2 separate regions of the Rattus norvegicus genome follow, and region 1 is linked to region 2. The links are chromatin contacts, called in public Hi-C maps. All regions are on one chromosome and are shown on one strand. Each heading gives the region's core, a stretch centred on a gene start, on an enhancer-like site or on the middle of the called end of the contact. The rest is flanking DNA. Distances are from core to core; before and after follow the strand shown. Region 1 overlaps Pard3 (par-3 family cell polarity regulator). Region 2 overlaps Pard3 (par-3 family cell polarity regulator).

Evidence for each region. A called contact is a pair of places that touch in the nucleus more often than the background predicts.
Region 1: a Hi-C map of liver shows a contact between it and region 2, with 2.3 times the contacts expected there. The contact joins two enhancer-like sites. A contact is called at or near these places in 3 of 12 Hi-C or Micro-C datasets (hepatocytes and liver).

What each region holds. Positions count from the first base shown.
Region 1 is chr19:72,032,394-72,035,269 of GRCr8, forward strand. All of the region lies in intron 1 of Pard3 (par-3 family cell polarity regulator), which reads left to right. Among named protein-coding and RNA genes, the nearest start is that of Pard3, 56 kb to the left of the region's middle. Within about 2 kb of position 1,433, at least 2 of the 93 cell types and tissues checked have an H3K27ac peak or open chromatin away from gene starts, as enhancers often do. A contact at or near this core is called in liver, where this site is marked.
Region 2 is chr19:71,989,720-71,992,599 of GRCr8, forward strand. All of the region lies in intron 1 of Pard3 (par-3 family cell polarity regulator), which reads left to right. Among named protein-coding and RNA genes, the nearest start is that of Pard3, 14 kb to the left of the region's middle. Within about 2 kb of position 1,527, at least 6 of the 93 cell types and tissues checked have an H3K27ac peak or open chromatin away from gene starts, as enhancers often do. A contact at or near this core is called in liver, where this site is marked.

The DNA.
Region 1 (2,876 bases), core at 183-2,682, 43 kb after region 2:
GTAGAAGTTCAGGCCAGCCTGGAATAGATCCTGTCGTATTTGCTACTGTCGCCTCTTCCTCCTCCTCCTCCTCCTCCTCCCCCTCCTCTCCCCTCGTGCATGCCTTCTCAAGGCTGTTTCTTCTAGATCAAAGAGTCTCTTAGACGTTGTAAAGGAGACTTATTTTTCATACTCCAGTTTTCATGTATAAAGAATGAGAATACAGACAGGATAGATGAAGGGGTCCTTACGTAGGAAAATTTGCAGGTTAGAAACTGTCACTCATCCACAGTCGATTAAGTCTTAGGCTGTATACGTAGGGAGCTTGTCCACTTACTGAATCCCCTCTGAGGGTAGCTGGCCACATCACCGCCTTGTTGCTGGCCGTTCCACAGCCCCATGTCTTTTGCACTAACAGTTGGTAGGTCCAGTGTGTGTGTGTGTGTTCATTCCTTAGCTTTCCCAGTGAGAGTTACTCTTTTGTCCATCCTTTTTTGTTCGCTTGTTTGTTTATTTATTGAGGTGGTGCTAGCTTTTGAACCCAGGACTTCAGTCACTGTAGGCAAAGCCTGTATCACTGAGCTACATTCCCAGCCTCTGTTTTCTCATCTGTAAGATGGTCAGGTTGGCTGCTATGTTGTTACTGTTAATGTTCTGCATTCAGTATAGAAACTGGGTGTCTGGGAAGGTCCAGACTCCTCCTCTGGCTCCATCTTGTTGCCTCTGTTGGTCAGGAGTGGGTGGGGCAGCGCTGTGTTTCATGTTGAATGATAGATGCTGTGCAAGAGAGAAGTAAAGAGGCCACTGAAGAGCTGGCTCTCTAGCCAGAGACTCCTGAGTGTCTGCATGTGCTCATCCTCAGACCCACTGATGCTTCTCTGACTTTAGGGGTCCAAAGCAGCCTGAGATGATGATCCGTGCCGTATGCCTGTCCAAATTGCAGGCCACACATACACACTGCCAAGGATAGCTATGAATGTAGCCCAATAACAAAATTATAAACTTACTTAGAGCATAATGAGATACTTTGTGTTCTATTTTTGTTACTAGATTGACACTTGTTGATATTGGCATGTCCCAACAAAAGGCTGGACATGTCAGGAAGAAGTTTTCTCGGTGTCCACCTTACCAGATAGAGCACACAAATTATCTTTTATTTACAGTTTGGTGCTTTGCTTCTGTTGCAATTCATATGTTGCTCCCCTCCCCCATCATCTTGTTAACTTGGGCCCCGCTCCAATTACTGTCTTGTGAACCTTGAAATTCTTTGTGGTGCCCATTGCAAAATAGGACGTCCAAGCCAAGAATCTTGTAGGTTGAAAGAAGAGCGTCAACGATAAGCTAGACACAAGGCTTGATCTTGATGATATTTATAGTCATAAACACCTAGCATACAAACAACTGCAGGGGTGAGTGTGGTAGCACACCACATCTTTGATTCTAGCACTGGGAAGGCAGAGGCAAGTGGATCAATCAGTTCTAGGCCAGTCTGGTCTACATAGAGAGTTGAGACCAGCCAGCTCATGCCACAAATAAGCAACTAAACAAATGGATCAGACTCAAGGCTCAGAGGGTAAAAGCACTTGTCCTACAAACATTTCAGTCCTCTATCTAGACAGAGACATGGTATGGTACCTTGGCTGCACTCTATTGCTCCTGTGAGATGAGAGGTGGAGGCAGGAGAGTTTCCAGAAGCTCAATGGCTGGCTTGCATGGTCCATGCAGTGCTGACTAGCAAGGAGGAAGCAAGGACCAGGAACCAAGGTTATCCTGTGTTCTCCACTCCTGTTTTGTGGCACATGCTCGTGACACACACACACCACACACACACACACCATACACACACACACACCATACACACACACACCACACACACACACCACACACACACACACCATACACACACACACACCACACACACACACCATACACACACACACACACACCATACACACACACACACACCATACACACACACACACACCATACACACACACACACACACACACACACACACACACACACCCTCCCTAGTGGGCAGAGAAAGTGTCTTTAGGGTAAACAGATTCCCGTTTAATCCCACATGGAAAATAAATAGCCCTGGATAAATTAACTTTTTTTTTTTTTGTACTACTTTGAGACAGGAAACATGTTGTCTTGTTGTTTCTCTTAATGGTGACTGTGCTTTATTTGCATGTCATTTAAAAAATTAACTGAATTCATTGTATGGCTGTCCCCTGAAGTTTTGTGTGGATCACGGTGTCATTTGGCTGACCGTTACATCACGGTTGACATTTTTGTGACAATAGTTAGTATATGATATCTGCCCTCTACATTCAGGATTGAAGCATTTCCACGGCCAATGTGCTGAACCTTGGAGGTTTTCAGGTATTCCAACCCAGCTGTAAAGGAGACCCTTTAGCCAGAGTCCACCTCTGTGCTCCCTACCTTCCCCATGTACTGCTTTCAGCTTCCAAAACCATCATGCTGATGTCTTCTGAAGGATGTGTCCTGGTAAATGTTTCAGCTTATGTGGGTCCTGTAAGTCTTGCCCTAACACAGGAACCATTAGAGAACAAAGTGTGCTCTATGTCTTAACTATTAAATAGAGCCTTTCTAAGATACTGCTATTTCTAAGGGCCACTGGGCCCCAGAGGGGTGCAGGGGCGAGGTCCTCACTGACTACTTTTAGCAGCCACAGTTGTTGTAGCCTGTCTGTCATCTGGGTTGGCCAGGCCTGGCTGTTTGCTGCTGGTCTCATGAGGCCAGTGTCTAGGGATCTCTTCAACAAGCAGAGACATGCTGTTACCCCGAGCAGGTTTGCAGGCAGCTTTTGAATGCATAGGAAGTCTGTCAGGGGTAGTATAGCTACTTATGGCAGGAAAGGGTGCAGTGGG
Region 2 (2,880 bases), core at 277-2,776:
AGTCATTGGAAAAGGAGAAAAACAATTCCAGATCAAACAGTGTATAGACTTCCCGATCGGTACGGCAGGTCTGGGGTGATGTTCCTGCTCACTGATCTCCCCTGGCTTTTGCTTTTGCTTTTTGCACGAAGCAGCTCCATAGAGAGCACAGTGGCTTATGTGCACTTGTGTGCTTATGTGCCTATGCCTGCCCTCTACCACGGAGTTACATGCCTGGCCCTGTGCTGGGTTTTCCATTAATCCTTGCTATTTTCTACAGCAGTGGGAGCTGCCATGATGCTATATTAAACGAAGTTGATTAATATTTTGTCCAAGCTAGCTTTCTGTGGTAGAACACTGACCAACCAGAAACAACTTGTGGGGAAGGGGTTATTTCCAGTTTATGGGTTACAGCTCTATAGTAGTAATTTTATGGGGGAGAGAGGGTTTGGTCCCACTCTAGGCAATACAGCTACCAAATAAAGGACATACAAACCTGGTATTTTTTTTTTTTTAAATAATAAACTTTTGGCACTGTGCCAAGCAGGTTCTGCGCTGTTCTAACCTACATCCCAGCCATAGGCCCCGTGCTACTTGCTCTGTTTGCTCAGCTCTGTGTGTGTGTCCTCAGGGTGATTTTTCTCTTGGTCACATCCTCATGGCGACCACCTTCTTCTTCTACCTTTGTCCTTCTCCTCGAGGTCCTACCTGAGACCGCCCCCACTACTCTATCTCAAGTTCTGCCTTCCTCTTGCTCCTGCAGTCACAGGCTCTAGCCTTTTATTATCCAATCAGAGATTAGTGGGGCATGTTCTTTACAGCACTCGGGTCAGTACAATGCCCACCTCCAGACTGCAGCCTGCTCTTGGGGCACAGAACTCAGCATCTGTATGAAAAGCACACAGGACCAACCCCAACCATAGCCCCTCATCGAGGGAAGCACATTAGGAGGAGTTCACCTATAGAAGCTGTACTAAGCTTTCTCCAGATGATTGATCTTCAAGACGCCAGAGAAGTCAGGAACGTGGACAGGACAAGGTCAGGGCTCACTCAGGCCCTGGGCAGCTCCGGTGCCTTGTGCCTGGCCTCAGTGGAACTGGTAGGATCAGCAGCAGGGGTCTGTCAGACTGAAGGGGTCTCTGGCTCTGTGGCTCAGGCTGGAACTGAAGCAGAAACCCCAGAGGAGTATAGCTTAGGCTCCTTCATGGCTTGCTCAACTTGTTTTCTTACACAATACAGGACCACCTGCCCAGGGCAGGAACCGTGGGGCCCTCCCACATTAATCATTAATCAAGAAAGTGTCCCACAGATGTGCCAACAAGCCAATCTGATGCAAGCAGCTTCTAGTTCCAGGTGACTGTAGTTTATGTCAGCTTGATAAAACACTAGTCACATACGTTGAGTTGCTACATTTCGAATTATGTATTTCTTCATTTTCCCAATGGGTTGAAGTGCTTTGTGGGACGAGCAGACACTTTGCTAGTCCAGTCTCCCCCATCTGGTCCTTTAGGTATGGACTCTTGTATCATGCCGTGTTGGGGAACATCTTGCTGCTTCTGCCCATGACGTAGGCTCTCCCTGCAACCTGTTCTGTCCCCAGTTCTGACTGCTCAGCCTCTGCTGCTTTCCTCAGTGTTTTGGCAGCAGTATGGTGGCCTGCTTTGGGGGGGAGGGTCCTCCTCAGCTTCTGCTCTTCCTTTCTGGGCACCCAGAACGTTCTAACTATACAGCCTGCGATGGTTTATCCTCTACTGAGTATGCAGGGGTTTAATACCCACTGTGGAGAGTGAAGACCTTCGTTTTTAGAGTCAGGACCTTCGGGGGACTGACTTGGATTATAGAAGGCCCTGGGCATCAGGGTAGAGGCATGAGGGGATGGCTGGTTCTCCTGTTTTGATATTTTAAAGATAGAGTCTAATGAAATTCAGGCTGGCCCCAAAGTGCCTGTGTAGCGGAGGGTGTCCTTGGATTTCTGATCTTCCTGCCGGAATCTCCTCAGCGCCTGGACTGCTTCCACACTGGGTTTACACAGTGGTAGGATTGGAGCCTAGCTCCCCGAGAGTGCTGTGCGGGCATCCTACCAACTGAGCTCCGTTCCAAGTCTCTTGGAACATTTTGAAAGGCACCGTGTCTGTATCTTCACTTAAAACAAAATGATAAAAGTAGGGACTGTGAGTGTAATTTATTTGCAGTATACACAAGGCTTCTAAAGATCTACTGGATTCCTTCACTAATTAGTTCTGAGACGATGGTAGGGGATAGAAGTCACCCGTGCTGTAAACGGGAAAGAAAGCATTTTGTGACTGCTCTAACTAAGCATTATATACCCTGATTGCCTATAACCCCCTTTTTGCTCTTCTGTGAATTTCAGGGGTGATTTTTGAACAGCTCAATCAGCGTACAGGAACCCAGAACATCTTTTGCTTGCACAGTAGTTGTAAGGGCTGAGAGATTGATGCACCTTTCAATACTTGGTCCAGCCAATGGCACCCATTGTCAATCATCTCTTGACTTCACCCAAGAATTGACCTATTTATCTTGTGAGAAATAGGGAGCAGTATCTTGAGGGTGTGGTGGGTTTGGGGCAGGGCAGGAGGTGTTAGGTTAGACTTACAAAATCATGGGCACATGGCTTTATGTTCAAAAGAACCATCTCTTCCCATCTATCCACTCTGGAGCTCAGTGGTAGCTCCTGCCTCTGAGGACCTTGTATTAATTAAAATAGTGCTTCCTTCTGTCCCCAGATGTACTCAGGCAGTTGCTAGGCGTGATTAGATAATAAAACCACTCAGCTGGGCAGCGTTACTCTCTCTGCCTTTTTTACTTTGGTTTGTAAACATTGTTGCACAGAAAGTATATTGAGGTTTAAATCTCTAGCTCTATTTATTTATTTATTTATTT